3 separate regions of the Sus scrofa genome follow, and regions 2 and 3 are each linked to region 1. A link is a contact called in public HiChIP or PLAC-seq and promoter capture Hi-C data. All regions are on one chromosome and are shown on one strand. Each heading gives the region's core, a stretch centred on a gene start, on an enhancer-like site or on the middle of the called end of the contact. The rest is flanking DNA. Distances are from core to core; before and after follow the strand shown.

What was found. Promoter capture Hi-C pulls out the DNA fragments that hold promoters and counts their contacts. HiChIP or PLAC-seq counts read pairs in DNA pulled down with a chosen protein or histone mark.
Region 2: a promoter capture Hi-C map of fetal liver shows a contact between it and region 1, with 4 times the contacts expected there. The contact joins the promoter of EEF1A1 here to the promoter of COX7A2 in region 1. A contact is called at or near these places in 2 of 5 promoter capture datasets (fetal liver and fetal skeletal muscle), 1 of 47 Hi-C or Micro-C datasets (epiblast stem cells) and 2 of 2 datasets of contacts at active chromatin or transcription factors (alveolar macrophages and skeletal muscle).
Region 3: a contact with region 1 is called in an H3K27ac HiChIP or PLAC-seq map of alveolar macrophages. The contact joins the promoter of SLC17A5 here to the promoter of COX7A2 in region 1. A contact is called at or near these places in 2 of 5 promoter capture datasets (fetal liver and liver) and 2 of 2 datasets of contacts at active chromatin or transcription factors (alveolar macrophages and skeletal muscle).

Annotation. Positions count from the first base shown.
Region 1 is chr1:90,694,186-90,698,914 of Sscrofa11.1, reverse strand. It overlaps COX7A2 (COX7A2 protein), which reads right to left and starts at 2,169. Exons shown (of 4, transcript NM_001097484.1): 1 at 2,073-2,169; 2 at 357-446. The coding sequence starts at 2,090.
Region 2 is chr1:92,419,331-92,424,059 of Sscrofa11.1, reverse strand. EEF1A1 (eukaryotic translation elongation factor 1 alpha 1) reads right to left here and starts at 2,109. Exons shown (of 8, transcript NM_001097418.2): 1 at 2,077-2,109; 2 at 1,215-1,393; 3 at 840-1,019; 4 at 422-718; 5 at 188-338; 6 at 1-99. The coding sequence starts at 1,358.
Region 3 is chr1:92,284,484-92,289,212 of Sscrofa11.1, reverse strand. SLC17A5 (sialin) reads right to left here and starts at 2,392. Exons shown (of 11, transcript XM_003121410.4): 1 at 2,162-2,392. The coding sequence starts at 2,255. It overlaps LOC106506626 (a long non-coding RNA gene), which reads left to right and starts at 2,427. Exons shown (of 3, transcript XR_002344120.1): 1 at 2,427-2,515.

The sequences.
Region 1 (4,729 bases), core at 920-3,419:
ATATGAAATAGCTTCTAGAGCATATATTGAGTTTCTACACATACATCCATTCTGTTCCCAGGCCCTTTCTATGGTCTCTTTGTCTATGACTGGGCATCTACCCCAAAGAGGGCCAACCCAATGTGATTCCTCCAAAAGAAAGTGTCTTTGACCTACACCCTCCCCCCATATTTCTTCTGCTTTCCCAGGGCCTCCTGGTTATAGAACTTGTCCAGTTAGCTATCCATAGACTGTTTATTATTCTGCTAATACAACAGGATTGCTAACAATCAGAACTCTCCAGGTTTACTTTCTATCTCCAACTTTTGGTAATCTACTTAGAACAAAAAACAATTTCTTATAAAACACTTCAGTACCTGAAATAGTTTTTGTTTCTCTGCAACTTTATTTTCAAGCTGCCTGCGTGAAGCAGTGCTTATGGTCCTCTGGGCAATCTGACGAAGAGCCTGAAATAAAAAACCCATATGCATTAAACAGATTTTGGGCTTAAAAACCTTCAAAACCAGACACATCTAATCTTTAACACTACAGAAAAGGGAAACAGAAAGTTAAAACATATCTGATTTGTCAATAAACAAAGTCTTAGATAAGTACAAGGTTTTCCTATTTGTTACCCAGTCACCGCTCTTTACATTACATTCTGAAGCATCTAAAGACCACATTCAAGGAGATCCTTACCTGAACTTATGAGGGAAACATACTGATATATAGATATTTAAAAAATAAAGACTGGGAGTTCCCGTCATGGCTCAGTGGTTAACAAATCTGACTAGGAACCATGAGGTTGCGGGTTCGATCCCTGGCCCTGCTCAGTGGGTTAAGGAGCTGTGGTGTAGGTTGCAGACGCAGCTGGGATCCCGCGTTGCTGTGGCTCTGGTGTAGGCCAGTGGCTACAGCTCCGATTCGACCCCTAGCCTGGGAACCTCCATATGCCATGGGGGCGGCCCAAGAAACGGCAAAAAGACAAAAAAACTAAAAATAAAAAATAAAGACTGGTTACAAAATACACTAAGGTCAAAGTCTTTTTTGTTGTTGTTGTCTTTTGTCCTTTTAGGGCCGCACCCGCAGCATATGGAGGTTCCCAGGTTAAGGGGTCTAATCTGAACTGTAGCTGCCAGCCTATGCCAGACCCACAGCAACGCAGGATCCGGAGCCGCGTCTGCGACGTAGCCCACAACTCACAGCAACGCCGGACCCTTAACCCACTGAGCAAGGCCAGGGATCCAATCCGCAACCTCATGGTTCCTAGTCAGATTCGTTTCCGCTGTGGCATAATGGAAACTCCCAAAGTCTTTTTTTTTTTTTTTTTTTAATACTTACCATTATTAAAAACCTATTACTTGACATCAAAATAAACTGGCATGGTTCCTGCTTCATTGAAATGCTTTCCTCATTACATTTCCTGTGTAAGTCTTACCAAAAAAGCGACTTACATTACATATCCAGTTAAATAATAAAATAGGCACTCCACTTTCTAAAATAAATGACATATTGAGAAGTAAAGCCTTACTGGATAATCACTGTTACATTTTCTCTTTTTTTCAAAATTTTGGGAAAATATTTCACCTGCTCAAAGTCGGTGGGGGAGTGAAGGACACTGAAGAAGCGCCTGATGGAAGCAACCCAACCCTTAGGCTGCGAATGCTCCTTAAGTCCCGGACAAAATTGAATGATTTGCATTTTAAACTGCCTTCTCATGCTTGCGAAGCTCAGAACGCCTGAGACTGCACCCTTTCACTATCAGAGCAACTTTGGGTCTGACGCTATCGAGTCTCAGGAACTTCTCACCTGGACCGACAACGTTAGGGATGCGACCAAGAAGCCAAGGTTTGTCTAACGCACAGAACTCCGGGCACCTCTTCAGCCTCGCCCCCTCCCCTGCAACTACCCAGCACAGCGGGGTCGAGACGGATGCACAGACGGAAAGAGTAAGGTCACCGGAAAGGACACGGACCCAAGCCGCCCTCTCCCTCTCTTTTCCCCTCAGGAGAGGCTTTTCTGTCTCTTCCCTTCAGCCTCCGCTCCCAACCCTCCCACCCCACATCACGAAGGCCGGCCGAGATGGCCCTCACCAGCAGATTCCGCAGCATCTTGGCTCAGTCACGACCCACCAACCGCGATAACTGAATACCACGAACGGCAACCCACACACCGGAAGCGGAACTACCCTCAGGTCTCGCGCAAGCGCCTGGAAAACTAGTGCTTCCGGGCGGAGGCGGGGCTTGCGCTCCTTCAACCGAAGACCGCGGAAGGAGCGAAAGAGCGGCCGAGTGGCTGTGACTGATATAGGCGGTGCGCTGTATGTCTCGATGCCTCGATCTCACTCCGGAGCTTCCCGAGAGCTCCACCTGGGGAGGAGCAAATGCTTTTGACATCAGAGAGGCGGGGAATGAGCCCTCAGTACTCTTCTATACAGCTTAGACAAAATCACTGTGAGACCAGGCTACCGCAGAACATTATGTGTGTGTTTTGAACGGGAAGGCGTAAAACTCTGAGCAGCCTTTGCGCCACTCTTTAGAACACTAGTTTGGCCAAACTCTATAAACTGTGGAGCTGGATGAAATGCAAAATAGAAAGGATAACTCCTCTTACACGAATACAATCAGTTTTCTCCACCGAAGGCACGGTTGGGGGGCATTACCGTTCCTTGTGCAGAGGCGGCTGTGAAAAGCTGCGGCGGGATAATAGTTTTCATCCCAGACCTTTGGAGGCTGCGGAGCTGCTCGTGCAAGCGGCACTTCCACAGACAGGGTCGCGGAATTGTGGAAACTTCGCTCGTTTCTGAGTCTTGGGAAGCGCTGAAAAGAGGAGGAGATTTTAATCGAGACACCAGACATGGGATGAAAGATCTTGCTGTCTCAGTCTAGCAGGGCACTTTCCATGTAGAGAGTTGCTAGGCCCAGCAATGACTGTACCGATATCAATCGTGCTTAAATAATGCCACCTTCTAAGTGCCCACCCTAAGCAGGTATAAATATAAAACCATCTACCCTGCACTACAATAAATATCTTCACACCTTTTAAACAAACTCTTAATTATTCCATTGGCATTTCAAATAGATTATATATGTGTTCAGCATAGATGAAATGTGCAGATAAAATCAGTAATATTGAAATTATTATTCCTTCTAATCTTTAGGGTTAAAACTACCAAGTTACCTGGTCCCATTTCAAGTTCTTTTCCTCACCAACTTTAATACCTAATTATTTATAAATTGCAAATACCCAATTCATCTCTTCCCCAGATTGGGATGAAAAGGACCTGGTTTATTCTCCACTCTATTATGCATTGTCATCAAATTCTTGGGGACAATTACCAGATGCCAATAGCTGGGGCATATTGATTTTTTTAAAATGGACTGTCTGTAATTTGAAATTGTTAAAGTTGTATAGGCTCTTATGTTTTATCTAGCCAACTAGATAGTAAACTTCTCAAAAACAGAGATTATGTGAGTTTCTTACCACTCCCCTAGGACTGCTTAACAGAGGTAATCTACTAACCAACAGATGAATTAACGCTATATAATAGGTAACAGGTCCAGGACACTATGTTTCTGCCCCCAAAGAACCAAAGAATCACACGAAATAGATTCCAAAGTAGATACACATCCTTATATTCTTGTCACTACAACTCTCCCCTTTACTGGATCATTCCATGAGCATATGAGCACATCCCCAAATTAAACAGACCTCCTTTTACTTTTTACCATTTTGCTTCTTCAACATAAAAACAGCTTTATACTTGTCTTCCCTTCCACTCCTAATTTTTGAACTGTCAGTATCAGTTTTCATCTTTTTCATCTATCAGCAACATTTAACAGCTAATCATTCCCTCACAATATCCCTTCAGGGTTTAGTTTGGAAATAAACCATATATGTAATAGGGTGTAAGGTCTGTACAGTTTGAAACATGGTCTTAAGGAGACTGCCAAACACTACTCTTGCAGGGGGTACTAGTTCAGCAGCTGCTATTGGTTTCCCTTCCTGGATACTCATCCACTTCATTTCTAAATTTCAGAGGACCACATTCTTCCTACAAGCATCCCTTTTGTGATTTCGTCCAATGCCATGAAATACCTTCTGTGTGTGAACAGCTCTCCAGCCTGACCTTTCCCTTTATCCCCAGACATCTATTTAGATGTCTAATAGGAATCCCAAACTTAACAACCAAAACTGAAGTCTACTTTCCAATCCTTATTTCCAAGCCTTCTCTTCCATTTTCTTTATTTCAAGCCCCCAACTTTGGCTGTTTTCTGTCATAACCTGTAACTAATCTCAAAGAAAATTCTGTTGGCTGCACTTTTAAATAATCTGAATATGACCACCTACCTCCACTGCTACCACCACTCCAGGTCAAGCTATCACCTCTTGCTTACATTACTGCAAAAGCCTTTGAAACTGGTTTCCCTGCTTCTACTCTTCCATTCATTCAGTCTGCCTTCCACACAGCAGTGATCCTTTTAAGGACTTAAATTATGTTAGATAATGACTCTGCTTAATATTACTTTGTTCAGAGTTTCCATCATGGCTCAGCAGTTAATGAACCCGACTAGTATCCATGAGGATGTGGGTTCGATCCTTGACCTCGCTCAGTGAGTGAGTTAACATTCCAGCATTGTCGTGAACTGTGGTGTAGGTCACAGACAAGGCTCAGAACCTGCGTTGCGGTGGCTGTGGTGTAAGCCAGCAGCCACAGCTCTGATTCGACCCCTAGCCTAGGAACCTCCAT
Region 2 (4,729 bases), core at 860-3,359, 1.7 Mb before region 1:
ACTTGACTTCAGTTGTAACATTGACTGGAGCAAAGGTGACCACCATGCCAGGTTTGAGAACACCGGTCTCCACTCGGCCCACAGGGACTGTACCAATACCTGAAGTATTCACAGCACAGCATAATTATCTCGTATGAAGACAAACATCACTGCAACCCATACCAGCTGAGTGTAACGTTCAACTTACCACCAATTTTGTAGACGTCCTGGAGGGGCAGGCGCAAGGGCTTGTCAGTTGGACGAGTTGGTGGTAGAATGCAATCCAGAGCTTCAAGCAGTGTGGTTCCACTGGCATTGCCATCTTTACGGGTGACTTTCCATCCCTTGAACCAAGGCATCTAAAACACAAGATCATCAATTAGTGTTTTCAAACTTATCCCTTCCCAGACTTAAGTTTTGAGAACTCATCAAAACCACTTACATTAGCACTTGGCTCCAGCATGTTGTCACCATTCCAGCCAGAAATTGGCACAAATGCTACTGTATCAGGGTTGTAGCCAATTTTCTTAATGTAGGTGCTGACTTCCTTTACAATCTCTTCATATCTCTTCTGGCTGTAGGGTGGCTCAGTGGAATCCATTTTGTTAACGCCAACAATGAGCTGTTTCACACCCAGGGTGTAGGCCAGAAGAGCATGCTCACGGGTCTGCCCGTTCTTGGAAATACCTGCTTCGAATTCACCAACACCAGCAGCAACAATCAGGACAGCACAGTCAGCCTTTAAAAAAGAAAAAAAGGCCACACCCTGTGAAAACCTCTCCAAAAAGGACAGATCCATGGTTTCGCCAATTTATAGATAACTCAAAATGTTACTCTCAGGAGTTCTTAATCCTACAAACCTGGGAAGTGCCTGTAATCATGTTCTTAATAAAGTCTCTGTGTCCTGGAGCATCAATGATGGTCACGTAGTACTTGCTGGTCTCGAATTTCCACAGGGAGATGTCAATGGTAATACCACGCTCACGTTCAGCCTTTAGTTTGTCCAAGACCCAGGCATACTTGAAGGAGCCCTTTCCCATCTGCAGGGATTAAGAAGGGTTACTCGGTAACTAAACTCCTTAGTCCCACTTGGAAGCAATGCTAGGTTTCACTTCCATCTCCTAAACTTGGCTGGAGTTAAGCCACTTAGCAAACTTTGCAATGTACTAGTTCAAGTCAGATATACACTAGTTTTAGAGAACTACCACTTAATTTGCTGACGTTACTTTACCGACCTCCGCAGCCTCTTTTTCGAACTTTTCGATGGTTCTTTTGTCGATCCCACCGCATTTGTAGATCAGATGGCCAGTAGTGGTGGACTTGCCCGAATCGACGTGTCCGATGACGACGATGTTGATGTGAGTCTTCTCCTTTCCCATTTTTGCTTAGCTTTTAGCGATGGCTTTCACGACACCTAAGACGACAAAAACCTTCTTTAAACTACTGTCCCGACGACCGGAGACTCAGGCACAACCCCAACAGCCAAGGGCAAACTCCAGGGAGCATTAGCACCGGCGCCCTGCGGGCCCTGCCCGGCCTACACCCAGCGAACGGGGCCGCCCCGGCGCCCAGCCCCTCCCCCACCCGGGCCGCGAGTCCCGGGAAGCGGCGCGGGCAGCACCGCCCGGCCCTTTGTGCGCCGCCCGCCGTCCGCGTCCTCCATCTTGAGACCGGGAGCGGCCATCTTTCCGCGCTCGCAGCCCGCCCGGGCGGGGCGCTGGGTCTCCGACCGCCCGCCCCGCCCCGCCGCGGCCGTCTGCCCCGGGACCGCCGGGCACGGAGGCCACCTTGGGCGGCCTCGGCTGGGCCGCCCTGGCAGTAACACGCGGCTGCCGGCCGAACTCGAGCGCGAAGACAGACGGGGCGGGCGCGAAGGCGCGGATCGCACGCGGCGGCCACGGCGCCCCAGCAGGCCGCCACCGGGCACGCGGTAGGGAACCGCGAGAGCGGAGGGCCTCGAGTTCTCCACCTCCCCCCGCCCGCAGCTCGGAATCAGGACCAGGGCGCAGAGCCCTCTACGCGCGGGGGGCCGGGAGGCACGCTAAGGCCGTGGCCACCGGCGGAGGCCATGCGGACGGAGGCCACACCCGTACTCACCTGTGTCCTGGCGGCAAACCCGTTGCGAAAAAGAACGTTCGCGGGGACCACGGCGCTTATATATGGTCCTCCCCCACCCTCGGGGAAAAGGGCGGAGCCAGCACACGACACCACTTTCCCAGTTTACCCCGCGCCACCTCCACCCGGCACCGGTTCCACCGCCGTCCCCTCCCCCCATCTTCGGGGACCGTGGGCGATGTGCGTTCAGCCCACTGACGAGCACACGGCGCCCGGCGCATGCTCCTCTCAACCAGGAGGATGACGACTGCTGGTGGGTGGGAGGCGGGGTCGAGCGCTCACTCGGTTCTAGGTTTAGTGGGAGTTTATCGACGGTCCCTGGGATTTCCCTGGCTGAGGAGAGTCCTCCTTTTGTATGAATTACTCTCCGCACAGCTGGGGGGTGGGGCGGCGGGGAGGCGTCCAGAATCTTCCCTGAACCGGTCGTAGCTTAACTGCAAAGTTGGACCGAGATGGGAGCCCTTACCCGGCAGTACCCCACCGGTCCTCAGTCTTGCGGTCTCGCAGGTTAAGGACTAACCCCTGGAGCCGCTTCCTCTGCCGGGGCTTCTCCACCGCCCTTGCCGTCCGCGCCCCTTCCGGCTGGAGAGGGAGGCGTAAAAGGCCGGGGAACCGCGGCGGCAGGGGCCTCGGGGCGGTCTTCAGGGCCGAGAATCCGCGAGTGGCTCAGTTTGCTGACCAACAGCCTGGCGAACAGGCTCCTGCGCTGACCTCTTGGCTTTTTCCATTCAGTTCTTTTATCTAAGTTCGTTCTACACACCACGTGGTACTCCAGACGTCCAGTTTTTGAGTTTAGAATAGACTTAAGTACTACAGTTTTCTTTACTTCTAATCCTAATTTTATTACGTTTAAGACCCTGAGTGTGTGTCTACCCTCCTATTAACATTTTTTTTCCAGTGTATACTCTTGGTTGCAAGCATGAAAAACCTAAAAAGAATTTTTTGAGTTCAGTGCTTATACACGATCTCAAGTAGAGACTAAGATCTACAGCGCCAGGAAGCTTATCCACCCAATTTACTACTCCAACGTTTGCTGTGAAATCACTGTTTCTCAAAAATGGCCTATCCCATTTGAATAAACGGCTTCATCTTTTGTCGTCCTATCCATTGTGACTGCATTTTAGGCATAAATCCAGGGCAAGACAAGATGAGGCCTTTTTGGTTGGCAATCAGGCAGATATTCAAAAATATTCCTGAAGAAAGAGGAACCTTTATTTTAAATGAGCTAATTACTAGATCGTCTCTTCCACGTGTAGAGCACTACTGCAACTTTTTGAGCCAATCTATCAACAAATATTTGAGAACCTACTATGTGGCCAGAGCTAAGAGTGGCTCCGAAGCATATGCAAAAGAAATACTTCCTTTGGGGGAAGAAACCCACAATCTAATTGGAAAAGGGAAACTAATATATAGAGCAATGGGAAGTAGTTAAAAGCAAATTTGTATGGTGCTTCCTTACTTTCTATTCCATTGTAGAATCTAGTTTTTCCAGTCCTTTTAGTTTCTTTTCACCATCCAATAGCTTATTTTCTTTTTAAAAGGTTTTCTGAAATAGTTTTCCTGTATCTTTTACCATTCTTTGTAGATGTAAATTTCTTTTTTTTTCTTTTTTTTTTTTTTTTGTCTTTTTGCCATTTCTTGGGCCGCTCCCGCGGCATATGGGAGGTTCCCAGGCTAGGCGTCTAATCGGAGCTGTAGCCGCCGGCCTACGCCAGAGCCACAGCAACGCGGGATCCGAGCGGCACCTGCGACCTACACCACAGCTCATGGCAACAGCGGATCCTTAACCCACTGACCAAGGGTAGGGATCGAACCCGCAACCTCATGGTTCCTAGTCAGATTCGTTGACCACTGCGCCACGACGGGAACTCCCAAGATGTAAATTTCTAAAAAAAAAAAAAAATTCAGGTTTAAGAGTTTGTATTCAGGTTTAAGAGTTCCTGCTGTGGCAAAGTGGGTTAAGGACCTTCCTGTTGCCACAGCTGTGGTGTAGGTTGCAGCTGCAGGGATGGGATTTGATCCCTGGTCTTTTTTTTGGCCAGCAAGTGAGGCCAAAAAAAAAAAAAAAAAAAAAAAGTTCGTATCCTTGTTTGAACTTTGAGATCGTTTTCATGAAAGAAACTAAGCCATGTAAAGTTTCTCTAGGAACATATATAACTAATCTTTTTCTAGCAATGAAAGCCTTTTCAATAATGCCTATATTTCTAGCTTTTTTTTCACAAATTCTTTTTTTCACAATTCATTTTCCTAGTGAACTTACCCAATCATATATATGTGGGATGAAATTATCTTGATATGCTAGTCCATGTTTGTAATAAGATAAAGATGTGAGAATAGAGTTCCCATCATGGCTCAGCGGAAACGAGTCTGAGCAAGCAGGTCCAATCCCCGGCCTCGCTCAGTGGGTTATGGATATGGCATTGCCATGAGCTGTGGTGTAGGTTGCAGGTGGGGCTCAGATCTGGCGTTGCTGTGGCTGTGTGGCTGTGTGGCTGTGGTGCAGGCCAGCAGCTGCAGCTCTGATTGGACCCCTAGCCTGGGAACCTCCACATGCCATGGGTGTGGCCCTAAAAAGACCAAAAAAAAAAAAAAAAAAAAAAAAATAGTGAAAACTAATCACTAGCAATAGAATAAT
Region 3 (4,729 bases), core at 1,143-3,642, 1.6 Mb before region 1:
CATACAATAACCTGCACCCATTTCAAGTGTTCAGTTTGGTGAATCCTGACAAATGTATACATCTCCACACCCTAATCAAGACGCAGAACTTTTCCATCACCCCGAAAAGTACCCTAGTGCCTCTCTGCAGTCAATTCCTTCTTGCCTGTAGCTTCCATGAGACCACTGATCTGCTTCCTGTTATTACAGATTAGTTTTGCTTCTTTGGAACTTCATACTGATGGAATCAGACTTTAATATGGTGGTTTTTTTTTTTTTTTTTTTTTTTTTTTTTTTAGGGCTGCACCTGTGGTATATGGAGGCACCCAGGCTAGGGGTCCAATCAGAGCTGCCAGCTTACACCACAGCTCACAGCAATGCCGGATCCTTAACCCACTGAGCAAGTCCAGGGATCAAACCCTTGTCCTCGTGGATACTCGTCAGGTTTGTTACCGCTGAGCCATTATGGGAACTCCGTGGTGGTTTCTTTTGGATCTGAGATTTGTCCACGTTGTTATATGTATCAGTAGTTTCTTTTTATTACTGAGAATCTGTGGATATACTACAATTTGTTTATCTATTCACCTGTCGATGGAATGTTGGGCTGTTTTCAGTTCTTTACTATTTTGAATAAAGCTGCTACAGACATTGTGTAGCATATGGTATGTCTGTATAACTTTAAAATAGATGGCCAAACTGTTTTTCAAAGTAGTTGTACCCTCCTACATTCTTACTAGCAAAATATCAGAATTCTAGTTATTCCATATGTTTGCCAATATTTGGTATCTTGAGGTATTTTAACTTTAGCCATTCTAATAGTTGTGTAATGGCTCACTATGGTTTTAATATGCATTTTCCTGATAATTAATGATGTTTAACATTTGAGCTAAAATTTGATTATACATTTTTCCCAATTGCCACAGAATATAGTAGTCTCCAGAGAATATCTATATTACAGTATTTGTTTCTGTATTTCTACACTAGATTACTGTACAGAAGAGAATTATATAAATCTCATAGCGCACAGAAAATGATCAGTTTGTGGAACTAAGTCCGACTTCCAAGTAAAACATCACTATGATACAGTATTTACATTAAGCTTCCAGGAAAATAGGCTCCCAGCTGCCAGATGGAGCTACAGTGTTGCGACCTCTACCGCCACCATCTGGTAACGTTAAAAACAAATTTAAAAGATGCACAGACTATACAGGTCTTGGTGGAGAAAAGTCAAATTTCTAAGTCAACTCTGTTTCTCATGTTTCTTTTTCATGTTCCTCTGTTTCTTCTTGAAGGTATAGAATGTCTGCAAACTGGTTTATTTTTTAGTTTTAATTTCTTTAAAAAAAGTATCAAATAGCAATCTATTTTAATTTCCCTAAATTCTGGGAAGATGTGTTCCTCCTTTTCCATTTGTTGCAAGATTTGGGCAAATTACTTTAGATCTTTATGGAGAGCTTGCCTATCTTGAGGATAACCTGTCTCCTAACTTAAATCATAGACTGCTACGACTTAGCTATAGAGGGGAAAAAAAAGTATGCAATACATTTTTTCTCTTATTGCATAATTTCAAGATATTCGCTCACCGGTTATCCAATCATTTCCCTCTATTTACTCACAAATGTTGACCTCAGCCCGTTTTCGTCTCCCTTCCACGCCTAGGGAGCTCGCTACCAGATCACATGCCGAGGAGCAGCTGTGGCAACCTGGCAGCGACAGGGAGGAAGAGCCGCGGCTCGATCCCACCCTCTACCCTTCAATTGCAGGTTTCCTCCAGTTCACTCTTCCCCAGGATCCTCCGCTTCGCCCTCTGACCATTAATTTCCAAATTCTTCCCCAGTTCGTCTTCCATGGGGTTCCCTGCCCAATACTACCAAAAATCGCCGGGAGCCCAGAGCCCGCAGCGTACAGCTGCCTTAGGCCCCGCCGTAGGTCCGCCGGCTGCACCTGCCGAGGCCCCGGGGCCGCACCTGTCGAGGCCCGGGGGCTTCCGCCCGGCCCGGCTTGGCCTCACAGCCCCATCCGCGCCCTGGGCCCCAGAGCGGCTTCTGAGCACCCGAGCTGGGAAGGCTGGGGGCCGTGAGTGGGCTCCTGGTCCTCAGTCCCCTGTGGCCTAAGCATCTCTGGACACCCCCATCTTGGGACCACCGCCCGCCCGAGCTTCCTCGGTCGAGCAGCTGCTCACCGGTTTCCGCCCGCGGGGCGTGCTGCAGGAGCGGCGTGCAGTCCGAGCCCTCCTCGCAGTCGCTCGGGGTCGTGTCGGGGACCGGGGACTTCATGACACCTCCGCGGAGCTGCTGTGCAAACCACCCCGCGGAAAAGAGAGCTTCGGTGGTACTGCCGAAACCCCCCGGCAGCGCAGGGCCGCTGGCACCGCTGGCACCGCCCCTAGCCTGCCCTGCCCACCGGCCCCGTCCCGTCACAGGCCCCGCCCTTCGGCCTCGTCCTGTCGCAGGCCCCGCCCATGGCGGCACGCAGGCCCCGCCCCCGCCGCCATCTTCGCTCAGGCTGCTCTGCTGGCGGGGCGTCCCCTTGCGAGGTGCTGGCTCTCTCCTTTCATCCGCTGGCCGCAAGGTCTAGGCTGGCCGGGTCGCTGGCGCCCTCAAGGATGGTGCTCACCTCCTGTGCGCTGCCTTGTGAAGCTTGGTGCTGCCCCTCTGGGAGCAGGGGTGGCTGGGAACCCGGAGGCGGGTGGTGGGGGCTTATATCTCGCATTGTTGAGGGGAGGGCTTGGACCAAACTGGGGTGGGTGGTGTGTTTGTGTTCAGTTAAAGTAGTGAATTGCCATGAATATTAGCAACCCTGGTAGCATGTTGCCCCGAGGATCGCTTTTGAGGAGGAAAACAGTGAATAGAAACATCGTTGAATCCTATGCAGTTGCCCATTTTGTAGGTCAAATAACCCAATAACAACAGTTTCATACTTTCACCCTATGGAATCATCTGACGTATATGTTATGTCTCCACAGATCTAATTGGAACAGGTTCGCTTGGCATTTGCTAAGCTAGAAGCACTAAGAAAATGCACTGGCGTGCCTTGGGGGGTTGGAGTGGGGGTGGAACAGAGCTGTTGTGACCACAGGCAGTTATCGTGGGTAAGAATGAACTGGAGATGAAAGGGAAAATAACATAAGGAGATGCTCTTCAAGAGTTCGCTGTAGGTGGGAAGGCTCAAAAGCCGCCGGTGCAGTCAGCCAGGTCCGAAGAGTGGCCAGGTGGAAACAAGTTGAGAGGGTCCATTGGGAAGGGTGGCACCTGCAGGCGTCTCTGACCTCCAGATGGTAAATGCTAGGAAGGTTATCATGTTAAAACTAGAACAAGGCCTTGTTCCTGAGTTTACTGAAATCATCATGTAGATTTTAAACTCTGAGGATTCTGGCCCTTTGGGAATCTTGTAGAGCAATGCCACTTAAACCTGAATGCAGGAAATCACCAAGGCAGTTCCTTTTAAAATGCAGGTTCAGCATTAGCAGGTGTGATGTGGTGGTTTAATTAAACATTTAAAAAATCATTATATGGCTTTTATTTTTTAAATTTAATTTTAATTTTTTACATTTTTGGGCCACCCAGCAGTCTCAGGCCAGGGCTCAGACATGAGCCACAGCAGCGGCAATTCTGGATCCTTTAACCCACTGTGCCAGGCCAGGGATGGAACCTACCTCCTGGCGCTGCAACCAACCTCTTTGTACTACAGTGGGAAATCTGTTTTTTATTTCTTAATTTGTTAATGTGGTAAATTACATTGATTTTGCAGAACTGGGATATAGTTGATTTTCAATATATTAGTTTCAGGTATGCAACCTAGTGATTCAAAATTTTTATAGATTATACTCCATTTAAAGTTATTAGAGGTACTCCTGTTGTGGCGCAGGGGAAACGAATCTGACTAGGAACCACGAGATTGTGGGTTCAATCCCTGGTCCCCACTCGGTGGGTTAAGGATCTGCCATTAATGTGAGCTGTGGTGTAGGTTGCAGATGCGGCTCGGAGCTGGTGTTGCTGTGGCTGTGGTGTAGGCGGCAGCTGTAGCTCCAATTCAACCCCTATCCTGGGAAGCTCCACATGCCGTGAGTGTGACCCTAAAAATCAGAAAAAAAAAAGTTATTATAAAATGTTGGCTGCGTTCCCTGTGCTGTGCATCTTTGTAGCTTATTTATTTTATGCCGAGTAGTTTGTATCTCTGAACCTGCTACCCCTGTCTTGCCCCTCCCCCTGGTACCTTATCCCCACTGATTTGTTCTCTGTATCTGTGAGTCGGTTTCTGTTTTGTTATATTCATTTATTTGTTTTATTCTTTAGAGTCCACATATACGTGATAACACAGTATTTGGTGACAGTTAATTTTGTGTCAACTTAAAAGGAGGATGTTTTTGAATGAGGTTAACCTTTAGATTGGTGAACTCTGGGTAAAAGGAGATTGCCTGCTGTCTTGTGAGTAGACCTTATTCACTTAATCTAAGGCCTGAATAGAAGGAGAAGACCTACCCTCTGAACAAAGAGGAATTCTCTAGCAGACTGCCACAGACTTCATTTGTCCTGTGGGTCTTTAGGCTGCCAGCCCATACTGCAGATTTGGACTTGCCAGCCTTCATAATTGCATGAAACAGTTCCTTATAATAATTCTGACACACACACCACACCCTTTTGGTTCTCTTTTTCTGATGGACCCTGACTGGACTATCTGGGATGGGACTGGGAATCTGTAGGAAGCTCACAAGTGACCACACTCTGAATAGCAAGGTTATAAAGGGAAT